Regions from separate parts of the Mus musculus genome. Here all the other regions are linked to region 1. A link is a contact called in public HiChIP or PLAC-seq, Micro-C and promoter capture Hi-C data. All regions are on one chromosome and are shown on one strand. Each heading gives the region's core, a stretch centred on a gene start, on an enhancer-like site or on the middle of the called end of the contact. The rest is flanking DNA. Distances are from core to core; before and after follow the strand shown.

Region 1 (2,959 bases), core at 175-2,674:
ACGGTCAGACTTCCCAAATAAATTACTTTAATTTTGATTACTTCCATTGTAAAGGCAGTCACAAAACTGAAAACAGTAACTGACCAACAACAGTTTCTTGTACCTTTGTCCCAAGGAAGAAAAAAAAAAAAAAAAAGGGTGATTAAGTCCCTACAGACAGGAAAAAAAGCAACTCAACCTGCCAACCAATCAGTATTTCACAATTCCTTCCAAAAATAAATGCCAGGATGCTGCTTCGGACCATCTTATACATTCCGTTTCCCACACTCCCGCCACCGTCCTTGTCATTAGGACCCTCGGATTTTAGTCCAGTTATCACAAAGCCTCGGGTCTTGAAAGCACCTTCGGCCTGGCCAGAAAGCCATTCCTTTCCTCCTCGCTCGCCCGGGGGAATAATGGTGGCGAAATCAACTCAGAGAGAGAGCTCCCGGAATACGGACGGCTGCGCCTTCCTCCGTAGAGGAGCTGTTTTAAAAGGGAGGGGGGCCCAAACTTTCCCTCCACAGTCTCGGCGTCCCGAGCGACGGTGAGCGACGGGCGGTCCCACAAGGAGAACGCCCCAAGCCCAGGCCCCATCTGCGCCCGCCCGAAGTTGACTCGAAGCGCCCGAGAGTTACGGGCCTCCGCAAGTCCGCCAAGTGCGACCCGGGCGAGCGTCTCCCGAGCAACGCCGCCCCTGCCCGAGGCCGCTCCCGCCCCGCCGCTGTGGCCCCCGGCGCGTGAGCCCGCATCGCGTCCCGGTCCCCGCCTGAGCAGCTGCTCGCCGCCTCCGAGGCTCCAGCGGGGAGCGCGCGCGCACTCTCGCCCTCAGACCGGCCGAGAAGTCCCGGGAGAGCCCCGGGGTCCCGCGCCGACAAAAGCAGGCTCGACCCCCGCCGGCGAGAGCGCGCGGGGCCACGGGGAGCCCGTGCCGGCCGCCAGCCTCGTGCCCGCCGCCGAGCCCCCTCGCCGCCCGCACTCCGCGCCAAGTCGGCGGCCCGCGACTCCCCGCAGAGAAGCGCGGAGAAAGGGCGCAGCGCCGGCTACTCACCTCGATCTCGAAGTCGGGCAGGCGGAACGCCGTGCGAAAGAGCGAGCAGAAGTGCGCGATGGCCGGGACTTCCCACCAGGAGCGGAGCTCGCCCAGCCCGGCCGCGCCGCCTTCCTCCGGGCACATCTCCCCGCCGCGCTCGCTCACTCGCTCTCGCTCGCTCGCTCGGACTCCGGCCGCCGGCAGCGCCTCTCACTCAGCGCGCGGCGGCTCCCGCCGCTCGGCGTGAGCTCAAGCGGAGGCGCGGCCGGGCGGGGGGCGGCGGTCCGACTCGCTCAAGCGGCCGCTGCTCGGGCAGCCGGCGGGGGCCGCGCGCTCGCCCCGTCCCGCCGCGGCCGTGCGGCCGCCCCCAATCCCATACAATATAATCCACTCAGCGCTGAGGAAAACAGATGGGGCTGGGGGTGGGGAGGGGGCCCGGCAGAAACCTGGGAGGAGGGGCCGCCCACGAGGAGGGGGCGGGGCCGGCGCGCACCACAACAACAACCCCGCCCCCACCCCTGCGCGGACAGCTGCACCGAGGGCGGGGGAGGGGGAGCGGGCGAGCCGCGCCCGGGGAGGGGCCGCCCGTGACGCGGAGGGGCCCGCGCGCAGCCCGCGGGCGGCCGGGCGGGTGGGAGCCGCGCTCTGCCGTGCAGGTGTTTGGGGCCGGGGAGTTCGGCGACTTTGGTGACGGAAGACAATAAGGGTCTCTCCCACCCCCACGTGGCCTCAGTGGTCGAGTCCTTTTAAAGGGCCCGCGGGGTGGTGCTCTTGCTGGGGACTCGCTCCGGGAGTGCGCACGTGTGGGATTTCAGTTATTACTGCTGTGGAGGGTGGCGCGGGACAGAGCGAGTGGGACGTCCACGCTGGAAACCGGAGGCCCGGGGAAACGACGCGCTTTCCACCTGTTCTTTAGCGCTTTTTTATTTTTATTATTATTACTATTATTAGCCTATCTGAGAACGGGACTTAAGGGAGCGCTAAAGTGCCTCGCTTCTCCAAGGGAAGAAGGTGGTGGGGCTGGTTCGGCTGGAACCGAGTAGGATGGAGGGGTAGAGTGTGGCGGGAAGGGTGGAGTAGGGGGGAGGCACCAATCAGCAGCCTAGCGGGAAGAGCAATTTCCCCCACCCCAGGGAACGGACACGTGCAGCCGCCCTGGAGGAGACTGGCTTTGAGCCCTCTGACTGCCCTCGCCGGAGCGGAGCGCGGCTGCTGCGGGCGCGAGTGCTCACAATGTGGCTGGGAGGCTGGGGGATGGGGAAGAGCCTGGAGACTAAGGACGTGTGTCCGGGTGGGGGTGGAGACCTGCCCGGGCTGCGGGAATACGCTCCGAGAGGAAGGTGCTCGGACTTTAGAAAAGTTAACTGCTATTTAGGACGGTGGAATTCTGTCTAAACCGGAAGGGGAAAAAATCACCCCCGAAATAGCCCAGAAGTTTGGAAAAACTACGTTGTAGTAGCGCCTATTTGTATTGGTCATTTGCGCTTGAGCAGTTCTACTCTAAGAGTCCTGGCTGCTTCTTTAGTCCACCTCGCCAGAAACACCGCCCCTTAGGTGCACTCAAATTCGGCTGTTTAGATAGGTACAACCCTGGAAAGAATAATAGGGAGCGAGTTTGTGAGATAGATGTGTAAGTGGGAGGCCTGGCTCGTTCCTCCTCCCTCACCTATTCTAATTACTTTAATAACTAACCTCTTGTGTCTTTGTAAGGCAGCACTTAAAAACACTAAAATCCTTAAGTTATATATCCAAGTGTGCCTTTTGTGAGCCAACTAACCTTAAGATACTTCATCTTCCCTCACACTGCCCTGTAGGTGAGAGTTAGCAACCCCTACACGCTATCTATCCCATTTTTATTTTTAAAGTTTGTTTTTGAATGTTTTCAAAACGCAGCTACTCTGTAGATACCTCATGAATGGGGGTGGAGGGATACAGGAGGGCTCCGTG
Region 2 (3,013 bases), core at 102-2,601, 460 kb before region 1:
ATCTGTGCACTAGGTACATGCCATTGTCCATGACGTCTAGAAGAGGGTATTGGAACCCCTGGAGCTGGCGTTACAGATGGTGGTTAACTACCGTGTAGGTGCTAGGGATCAAGCCTAGATTTTTGGAAGAGCAGTCAATGCTCTTAACCACTGAGCCTTTGCTTCAGTCCTTTAACCTTCTGTTTCCTTTTATTTTGTTTCGTTTGGAGACAGTGTCTCACTATTAAGCTCCAACTGTCATAGAACTCACTCTGTAGACCAGGCTGGCCTCAAACTCACAGAGATACACCTGCTTCTGTCTCCCAAGTGCTGGGATTAAAGGTGTGCACCATTACATCTGGCTTAATCTGTTCTTGAAGTACACTTTTTTTTTTGTCCAATTTCTTTTTAACTTTTTGTTTTTGCTTTTCTGTTTCCCTCATTGTTGGATACAGAACTCTTACATAGTGAATAAGAACCCCATGTCCTGAGTTGCTTCCCCAGTTCTTCACTGAAAAAATTTTTCTCTCTAGTATTTTAGTGTTGTTTTTGTTTGTTTGAGGGTCAGGAGTTCAAAGTCACCCTTAACTATTAATATACAGTTCAAAGCCAGCCTTCCATATTTAATGAGACTCTTGCCTTTTAAAAAGGAAAGAATAAAAAGAAATAAAATTGTTTTCCAGAATAATTATATTGTTAAGGTGTTAATCTTTCAGGGTTTAGAATTTAGAGATATTTTATCACTTAGGATTATGGCCTTTGGATTGAGTCTTTGGGGATCAAAGCCTGCGTTCACGATCAAAATTAACATTGTAACAAGAACAACTTAATTTGATAAGCATTTTCTAAGACAACTTTGTATCTTTGATCCTAGGGCTCAAAGAGGTTAAATGACCCTCCCATTAGCATCCTTTGCTTGGTCCCTTCTCTAGCTCCCCGGAGCTCGCCCGCGGCTGGCACCCGCTGGGAGTTCTGTTTTCAAGAGCAAGCCTAGCAAACATTCTGTTCTGTGTGCAGCGGGATCCTCTGGGGCAGGGCGCCTGGGATAGTGCTGGAATTTCTAATCCTTATGATGTTCCTGTGTGTGTTGACTGGGGAGGGAAAAGAGGAGAAAAAGGATAGCAGGGGTAGTTCGGGTTTGGATTTAGGTTTGAGTCGAAAGAACGATTTATCTGTGCTGGAACTTCATTTCATTTGGGTCACTTGAGGCTCAACCGATGCCCAGGAGAGAGGCCAACGCATCATCGCTTATCCGTTACCTTTCCTCCACAGCCTTCCCCAGCCACCAGGGTAGGCGCCTGCTCCTGGTTACCGTGGCAACCGCGAGGAGCCCTAGACAGCTCTGCTACGGCACTTTCTGCAGCCCTAGCTGAGATGCAGCGGTGAGGGAGGACAGACAGAGGCAGACCCCGGGTTCTTCGTTCCTTCTTCGCTGCTCCGATGAAAGAAGTGTGCCTCGGGGCTTCTGAGTGAGAACCTTTGATGGGATTCTAGCTGGAAGGTGGAGTCACCACACTCAGGATGCATGCAGCCACAACAGCAGCACCTGTGTCCTGAGGACCAGCCAATCTGGGGAGGCAAGCTCTCACCGGCGAGGAAGATGCGGGTGTGAAGCCCCAAGTCCGTAAGTACCACCAAATCTCCCCTTGGGTGAGCAAACCCCTTAAAGAAAAAGGTTCTGTGTCTTGATTGACGCCTTTAAAAATATTTATCACATCTTTCAATTGTTTATGCCTTGCTTTGCCTTTCTGACATATGTGGGATTCTTGGAACAATTCTGTCTGCCTTTAAACGCATGGCTCTCTTAAGCAGTGGGAGCTACACCCGGGTATCCTTGTCTCCTTTACCGCACAACGCCCCATCAGCGGATACCGTGCACCATAAGCACACGCCCCAAAGACTGAGAAACACAGCGCTCAGTTTCTTAGCCAATACCGTCCAATTTTCTTTATTCTTTAACACCCCCCCACAACCCCCACCAAAGAAATAACATCCCTAGGCAAGCCAGTGGTATGCCAGTCGGAGGACTGCCCGGGGATCCTCACGACACCGTGTCCTTCCTGCAAGCTCAATGTGAATCCATTAGCTCATCCACAGGCGACAATTGTTACACTCGGAGGGACATTCATTTCGGTCCAGTAGAGGGCGCCGGCGCTCGCCTCCACAACCGGGTAAACAGGCCAGAGATGCCATCCCCACAAGCACAGGCATGCACGTGCCCCTGGCTGCGGAGGACTCGGCGCAAGTCAGCCTCTGTCGAGCGTTAACAAAGGGATGGTTATGTTGGTTCCCCTCTGGAAGTCAATGGAAGGGCGAAAAGAGACTTTCGGAGCACTGCGTTTGTTTCAGAACCGAGGGAGCATGTTTCCAGGGCAAAGTACTTTCTGTATATTCGTCAGGTCCTCTCCCCCCCCCACCCCCACCCCCGTCAACCCCTCCTCTCCCACCTCCCACCCCCAATCTATTCTTGCCTAGCCATGGCACTAGGACGAAGTGTTTAGAATGTATCGCGTTGGAAAGACAGGAGAAAAGGGGGAGAGACCTAGATGGAATGAGCGATAAAGGGACGGCTGCACTGCTGGCCCCTGCAGTAGTCCGCCCTAGCTACTGGGGTCTTCCCAAGTGATTCTAAAGCACCGAGGTTGCCCGCCACCATTCTAATCAGGATGACGTATACAGGTGAACTCCGTACGCTGCTGCTGGAGGGCGGGGTATATTGTTTTTGTGATGCGCGACTAGCCGCTGTGTGGAAGAAAGCATGCAGGAGCCGAGGCTGGACCTCGGCAGGCAGGACCTCTGACTACCTGAAGCAGCTGAGGGCGAGAGGGATGTTTCGAAGCAGAGAGGGCGCGCCTCTCTCAGAATGGGCTCCTTCTCTGAAGAAATGTTCTGACCTATATTCCAGACCAAGGAGAAAAGGAAATGTGAGCCTCTGCGGGACTGCAGAGGGAAAACTGCGGGTTCCTGTAGAAATGGGGTCCGTGTCTGTGTGCTTAGCAGAGTCACACATAACTGTCCCACTCTTCAGCCGCAA
Region 3 (2,849 bases), core at 164-2,663, 300 kb after region 1:
AGTGGCCTGCAAAGGTTTGATAAACTGAACATCAGTAGGCTTGGACACAAAAACGGTCGACATTAGTGGGGTTTTTTTTAACACGCAAACAGAAAGATGGTGCGTGAGCTGATGACAGGACACTTCAAACGCCTTTCCCTAGGAAGGGCCTGAAGCCTTTTGTTATCCTTACCTCCAATCCACACTACAATATCCGTGCCCAATAAGTTCTGGGAAGGAAAAGGTCCCAGAGACACCTCTTTCTGTCTTTTGAAGGGGGACCTGAGAAGCGATGCGATGGCCCAGTCGTCAGGCCAAAGCCTGACAATCTTGAGTTCGAGCCCGGAGACCCACAACCCCCACAACGCAGGAAGAGAATCGACTCCTACAAAATGTCCTCTGACCCCTCCGCGAGCGCTCTCTCGCTCTCCTCCCCTCTCTCCCTCTCTCTGTCTGTCTGTCTCTCTGTCTGTCTGTCTCTCTCTCTCTCTCTCTCTCTCTCTCTCTCTCACACACACACACACACACACACACACACACTCACACGCGATCAAATAAAATGTCAAAGTGGACGTGAAACTGCGTTCAGAAACCAGGGCAAAAAACATCCTCAAAAGTGGCCTCGGGACACCAAGAGAGGAGGGAGGGGCCCCCGGAGAGCACGGAAGACCCCCAAAGAGGAAAGCCACGGGGAGGAGGAGGACCGTCCCGCCGCCCCAGCACGCCCCCCGTCCCCGCCCTCAGGCGACGCTACCTTGGGTGGCCGGATTTTGCAGATGCCCGTTTTCTCCGCAAAGGGCCGGATGCGCCCGATAAAACTCAGCGGGTCTGTGAACTCCTCCCAACTGGGCTCAAAGACCGGGCACTCGGGCGGTGGCACGAACTCCGCCGCGTAGCCCCCCGGGCCCACGGACGCCATGGTCACCAAAAAATAAAATAAAAAGCCAGGGGGGCCTGAGGTGCACAAGCGAGGAAAGGCTTGGCTGACGGCCACCAAAGCCCTCTCACGTCCCCGCACTGGGGCCGCAGCGCATCTTCTTAGGACGAGAACGAGTCCTCACAGGAGCGCCAGCCGCTCTCCCTCCGCTCGTTTGTTATTGTTTCCTTCAGGGCTTTTCCTCTCAGGGGCAGGACGCTCCCGGAAGTTAACGTGCTGCTAAATCAGTCCGCCACCGCAGGAAACAAAATCCCACCGCCGCCACGTCTAGTCGGGTCTTCTCTCCTCGCTCCCTTCCATGACGGCCGGCGGAGCTTTTTTGTTTTATTTTGGTTTTTTGTTTTCTCACAGCTTGCCTGTCAAAGTTCTGCGCCCTCCGTCCACCCCGGGTGCGCGGCCCCTCAAGGCGCCGCGACCTCTCTCGAGGAGAGGCGAGGGAAAAGCTACCCCGCAAGGTGGAACGCGCGCTTCCGGCGCGCGGAGGAATGTGTAATGCCTCGGAGAGCAGAGGTACTGCTTCCGGTAAGGGGCTTCCGGTTCCTCTTTGTGTCGGGGGTGGGGACACGAACGCAAGGTGGGCCCCTCCGTGGCTAGTCGGCCGGGTTTGTTCGTTCTCCGAGACCTGTTTTTAACATCGTTGTCTAGGTTTGGACAAGTGACGAACTCTTGGCCGAGTTTCCGCGTCTCCGTTTCCTTCTTTCGAATGCTAGTCTTGTACAACTCGTTTCGCTCGGTCGCCTTCGTACGGGTTTCTCGCTTCTCCGTGACCAATAGGTTTCAGCCCAATTCCGTCATTACATGGGCCGGCCTTCACCACCAGCTGCGACTTGCTTTTTCTCACGACACTGGGAACCTACCCATAGAGGGCCTGGCCTTGCTAGTCTAGCTGTTGGCAGCCATCCCGAAACCGTATTTGAGTAGTAAGCAGGGCCTGAAAACGCTTGCTTTGTAACCAACCCATTTCAGTTTGGTATGAAACTGGTCACCTTGTCAGAAACCTCTACTTGGAAGGCCGGGCATAGTTGCACACGCATAGAGTTCCGATCAGCAATGGCTGGTTTAAAAAAAAAAAAAGCCACGTTTCTGGTATACGGTCCTACAGTTCCTTTATGCGTCTAAGCCTGACTCTACAAGGTTGAAGGCAAGAACCGGCTCCAAAGTTATCCTGTGCCCTCCACATCCATATACCTTTATGGTGATGAAGGTAGATGCTTTAGGGGCAGTTCGAGCTGCATATGAATTTGAGGCCTGATTAGGCTACGGGAGACCTTGTAAGTAAGGAAAATCCCTGTGTGGTGGCTCAGGACTATAAACTCAATTCTGGGGAAGGAGATGTAGAAAGAGCACCATAAGGCCACATGGTACACTTATCGAGTTCCAGAATGGTCAAGAATACGGGGTAAGGGCCAGAACAGTGGCTCAGCTGTGAAGGGCACTTGCCACCAAGCTTGAAATCCTAAGTTTGATTCCTGGAACCCCATGGTTAAAGGAGAGAACTGAAAGCTGACCTCACCTTCACGCCAGGTCCACATACATTCATCTACAAATTCACACATTAAGTAATCAAAGGCTGGGGGGGTTGGAGTGGGGGGGTGGCTATCAGGTAAAACGCTGACTCATAAATAAAGGTTCTATTCTGCTAGTCAGGATCAGGAATGCAAGGAAATGGACTCAGGCTAGTTTGTTCAATTACTTTCTGTACTAGAAATTGAACCCAAGTCCTTGAACATATTAGGTAAATGTGTCCTGAGCTGTAACTCCAGTATAGTCTCCATTTCTTGCTTAAAGAAAAAAGGGAAAAAGTGATATACAGAGAAAAAATGGACATAGGAAGGTATGATGAATTATATACAATTACTAAAATATTTTATAACAAGACTTAGGTCATTTAGCATTTAATCTGAAAAAAAAAGAACTATGCACATCAAAAGAG
Region 4 (3,028 bases), core at 3-2,502, 370 kb after region 1:
CCCCTAGATTTCTTTTGTCTCTGTGCTGACCTTGGCTGACTTTAAAAAGCTTGCCTTGACCTTTCTTTCAAAGCTTCTATAATCATAAAAGAAGACCTTTTATGTGGCATGAGAGTTGGGAGAAAAGAAGAGACTCGGAAGGAAATAGCGCGAATCCACCTGTGGTACGGGCAGCTTAAGGAAGATGTGCCTCTCCTTTTCATTTTTTCTTTCTTTTTAAAATATTTTATTTCTCAAATGTACATGTGTGCCTCTTTGTGTGGGTATATTCATGTGAGTGGAGGCTGGAGCAGAAGCTAGAAGAGGAAGTTGGAATTAATGGGTTTGGGGAACCCACCTCAGGCCCTGAAGAAGAGCATCATACACTCTTTTCTCTTTTCTTTTTTTGAGATTTATTTGTTTATGCGTACGTACACTGTAACTGTCTTCAGACGCACCAGAAGAGGGCATCAGATCCCATTACAGATGGCTGAGGGCCACCATGTGGTTGCTGGGAATTGAACTCAGGACCCCTGGAAGATGCTTAATCACTGAGCCATCTCATCTCTCCAGACCCAGACCATGCACTCTTAATAGATGAGCCATCTCTACAGTTCTGCCAGACCCCCTTTCCATTTCCCTAGTTCTTTCATGGTTCTGGGATGGAACCCAGGGCCTCCTGAATGCTAAGCATTTGGTCTGCTCTTGAGTGGCCCCTCCATTTTTTTTTTTTTTTTAATCTCCAACAATCTTTCACCCAAAACACCTAAAACTGGAGAAACTCCTTGTAAAGGCTCCCCTGGTGCCTTTCAGTTGTAGTTGCGCCAGGGAAAAAACGGTATTCAAATTTGACTTGGAAGACAGTTAAGATTGAATGAAGTGTCAGTTAATTGTGACTAGGGTCTTTCTAGGTAGAGAAAGGTCCTGAGGCCAAAGTCACAGAGGTCACTTAAAAAAAATGTGTCTCAGCCCCACAGCAAGCTTCGAAAGAGCGCCTTCGAATATCTTGACGGTGACTGGGTTTTCTTGGTTCACAGAGTCCATGTCTTAGCTCGCATCTTCTTTCAGTCCCATATCCCTCATCATCACCCCACACACCCTCCCACATAACTCCAAGCCGGTGAGTACGCCAGGGACCAGCTCTCTCTGGCCCCACCTCTCCCCTTCCCTCATTCTCTAGGGGGCGGGGCCCACCTGCGCCTGGGGGCGGGGCCAAGGCGTGGGCGGGACAGGTAGGGAGTAAGGTAATGCTCGGAGCTGAGAGAAAGCGCCCTAACTGCAGCAAGCAAGCGCAGGGGCCGGAGGGCAACTAGGAGAGCCTCCTGGGCAGAGCGCTGGAGTGAGAAAGAAGAGAGGGAGGGAGGTGGCGGGCCTGCGACGAGGAGAGGCGTGGAGCGGACACTTGGGGAGGAGGAGCCCGGCTCCGCGGCCGGAGAACGACCTGCGAGGCACCCGCGCAGCCCAGGATCACCCCAACGCGTCGAGCATGAGCAGTCGGCCCGCTGGAGAGCGACCCGGGGAGACTGGCTGTGCGCCGCGCTGAGCGGCGGAGCCGGGCCGGAACGACGGGTGGGTAGCGGGTGCTGGAGCGGCAGGCTGGGCGAAGCGCCATGGGGAGCCCCCGCGCCGCGTTGCTGATGCTGCTCCTGCGCCCGATCAAGCTGCTGAGGAGGCGCTTCCGGCTGCTGCTGCTGCTCGCCGTAGTATCGGTGGGACTCTGGACTCTGTATCTGGAGCTGGTGGCGTCGGCCCAGGCCGGCGGGAACCCCCTGAACCACAGTAAGTAGCGCCGGGGGGCGAGGAGGTGGCGGAGGTGGGCGGGCGCTCCGGGCGGGGACCCGCCTCTCCGAGCTGATTCCAGGTGCCGGCGCCGCCCCGCGCTTTCCTGGGGACCTGGGCTTGTCGAGGCCACTGTGGGTCGCTGATCCTGGCCTGCCCACTCAGGACAGAGTGGAGCCGGGACGCTCTCAGGACATCCGGAGCGCTGGTGGAGGATTGGGGCGCCTTCCACCGTGCGGGAGCCACAGCCTCGCGGGACAGAGCTGTTTGCGAGCGCGGGCTCTGGGGCTGCGGCGCACTCGGCCACACGCTGCGATCAGAGCCTCCCCAACTTTGCCCTCGGCTTGCTGGAGTGGTTGGCTCGCTGTTTCCCCTCCAGCCGAGCTTTCGGGGGTTCCTTTTCAAAAAGCACCTCCGAGAGAGACGCCTGGCCTTCCCGCCTTGCGTGCGCCTCTTTTTCCAAGAGTCCCACCTCCTGAATGCGTGGTTCTCTGCTGGTCCAGACTGCCTCCTCCAGTGTTTTCACACTCTCCGCAATACCCACAGATCTAACAAACTCCCCAGACCCCGCCCAAGGCGACCCTGCCATGAGTAAATTCCTACTTGTATTTTTATTTCATCAAAGCACTCAAGTTTCTGCTTAGGAAAAGGGGAGGAAATGGCCTATCCCCTCTTCAATGGATATGATTATTACCCACAGTGACTTTCAGTATACTTTTGATAGGCTTAATAAAATTAAAAGTCATCTAGTAGCCAGAAAGGAGTGGAGAAGTTTCGAGAAGGGTCAGGTGCTCTTCTCCAGCCTTGAGGGGGGGGGGTGTGGGGGGAAGTTCTACTTCATCTTCTCACTGGGTCTCACTTTCCTGCTTTAAGAAACTCAAAGACTACCCTCCTGGTAGATTTTTTTGGCCAACAGTTTTTCTCTTAGCTGGATGTGATGGTTTATCTTTTGTGGCTCAGAAGAAGAAATGAGTGTCCTAGTCAGTAACTAAGCAGGATCGGTTTGGAGATGTACTCTTATAGCCCTACCTCTCTATGGCTGTGGACACAATTCTGGCTGTGAACTAGAAGATGCTGTTACAAGGGATCAAGCTATGGCTGTAGCTAGAGATCAAGAGGCAAGAGGAATCCTGCCTACATGGTCTCCAGGGTCCCTCTCAGTTGGGCTGTGGAGATTGTATGGCCTCTGACACTTGAACATTTCCAACGTGAGAGAGCCCCTACTTGGGGGAAGACCGAGGACGGTTGCACTCAGCCACAAGCATGTAGT

The links. Promoter capture Hi-C pulls out the DNA fragments that hold promoters and counts their contacts. Hi-C and Micro-C count contacts between places; a contact is called where the count stands out from the background. HiChIP or PLAC-seq counts read pairs in DNA pulled down with a chosen protein or histone mark.
Region 2: a contact with region 1 is called in a promoter capture Hi-C map of liver, with 2.2 times the contacts expected there. The contact joins the promoter of Mical3 here to the promoter of Cecr2 in region 1. A contact is called at or near these places in 1 of 39 promoter capture datasets (liver), 1 of 484 Hi-C or Micro-C datasets (embryonic stem cells) and 2 of 115 datasets of contacts at active chromatin or transcription factors (extraembryonic endoderm stem cells and trophoblast stem cells).
Region 3: a contact with region 1 is called in an H3K27ac HiChIP or PLAC-seq map of extraembryonic endoderm stem cells. The contact joins the promoter of Kdm5a here to the promoter of Cecr2 in region 1. A contact is called at or near these places in 6 of 39 promoter capture datasets (embryonic stem cells, hippocampal neurons, liver and 2 more), 5 of 484 Hi-C or Micro-C datasets (all in embryonic stem cells), 1 of 115 datasets of contacts at active chromatin or transcription factors (extraembryonic endoderm stem cells) and 2 of 9 other capture datasets (adipose tissue and pancreatic islet).
Region 4: a contact with region 1 is called in a Micro-C map of embryonic stem cells, with 5 times the contacts expected there. The contact joins the promoter of B4galnt3 here to the promoter of Cecr2 in region 1. A contact is called at or near these places in 4 of 39 promoter capture datasets (the 3T3-L1 cell line, hematopoietic stem and progenitor cells, hippocampal neurons and 1 more), 2 of 484 Hi-C or Micro-C datasets (both in embryonic stem cells) and 1 of 9 other capture datasets (liver).

Annotation. Positions count from the first base shown.
Region 1 is chr6:120,664,779-120,667,737 of GRCm38.p6, reverse strand. It overlaps Cecr2 (CECR2, histone acetyl-lysine reader), which reads right to left and starts at 1,424. Exons shown (of 19, transcript NM_001368706.1): 1 at 1,031-1,424. The coding sequence starts at 1,156.
Region 2 is chr6:121,129,360-121,132,372 of GRCm38.p6, reverse strand. It overlaps Mical3 (microtubule associated monooxygenase, calponin and LIM domain containing 3), which reads left to right and starts at 1,351. Exons shown (of 32, transcript NM_001270475.1): 1 at 1,351-1,603.
Region 3 is chr6:120,362,663-120,365,511 of GRCm38.p6, reverse strand. It overlaps Kdm5a (lysine (K)-specific demethylase 5A), which reads right to left and starts at 1,413. Exons shown (of 28, transcript NM_145997.2): 1 at 734-1,413. The coding sequence starts at 898. It also overlaps a transcript of Ccdc77 not described here.
Region 4 is chr6:120,293,121-120,296,148 of GRCm38.p6, reverse strand. It overlaps B4galnt3 (beta-1,4-N-acetyl-galactosaminyl transferase 3), which reads left to right and starts at 1,252. Exons shown (of 20, transcript NM_198884.2): 1 at 1,252-1,758. The coding sequence starts at 1,590.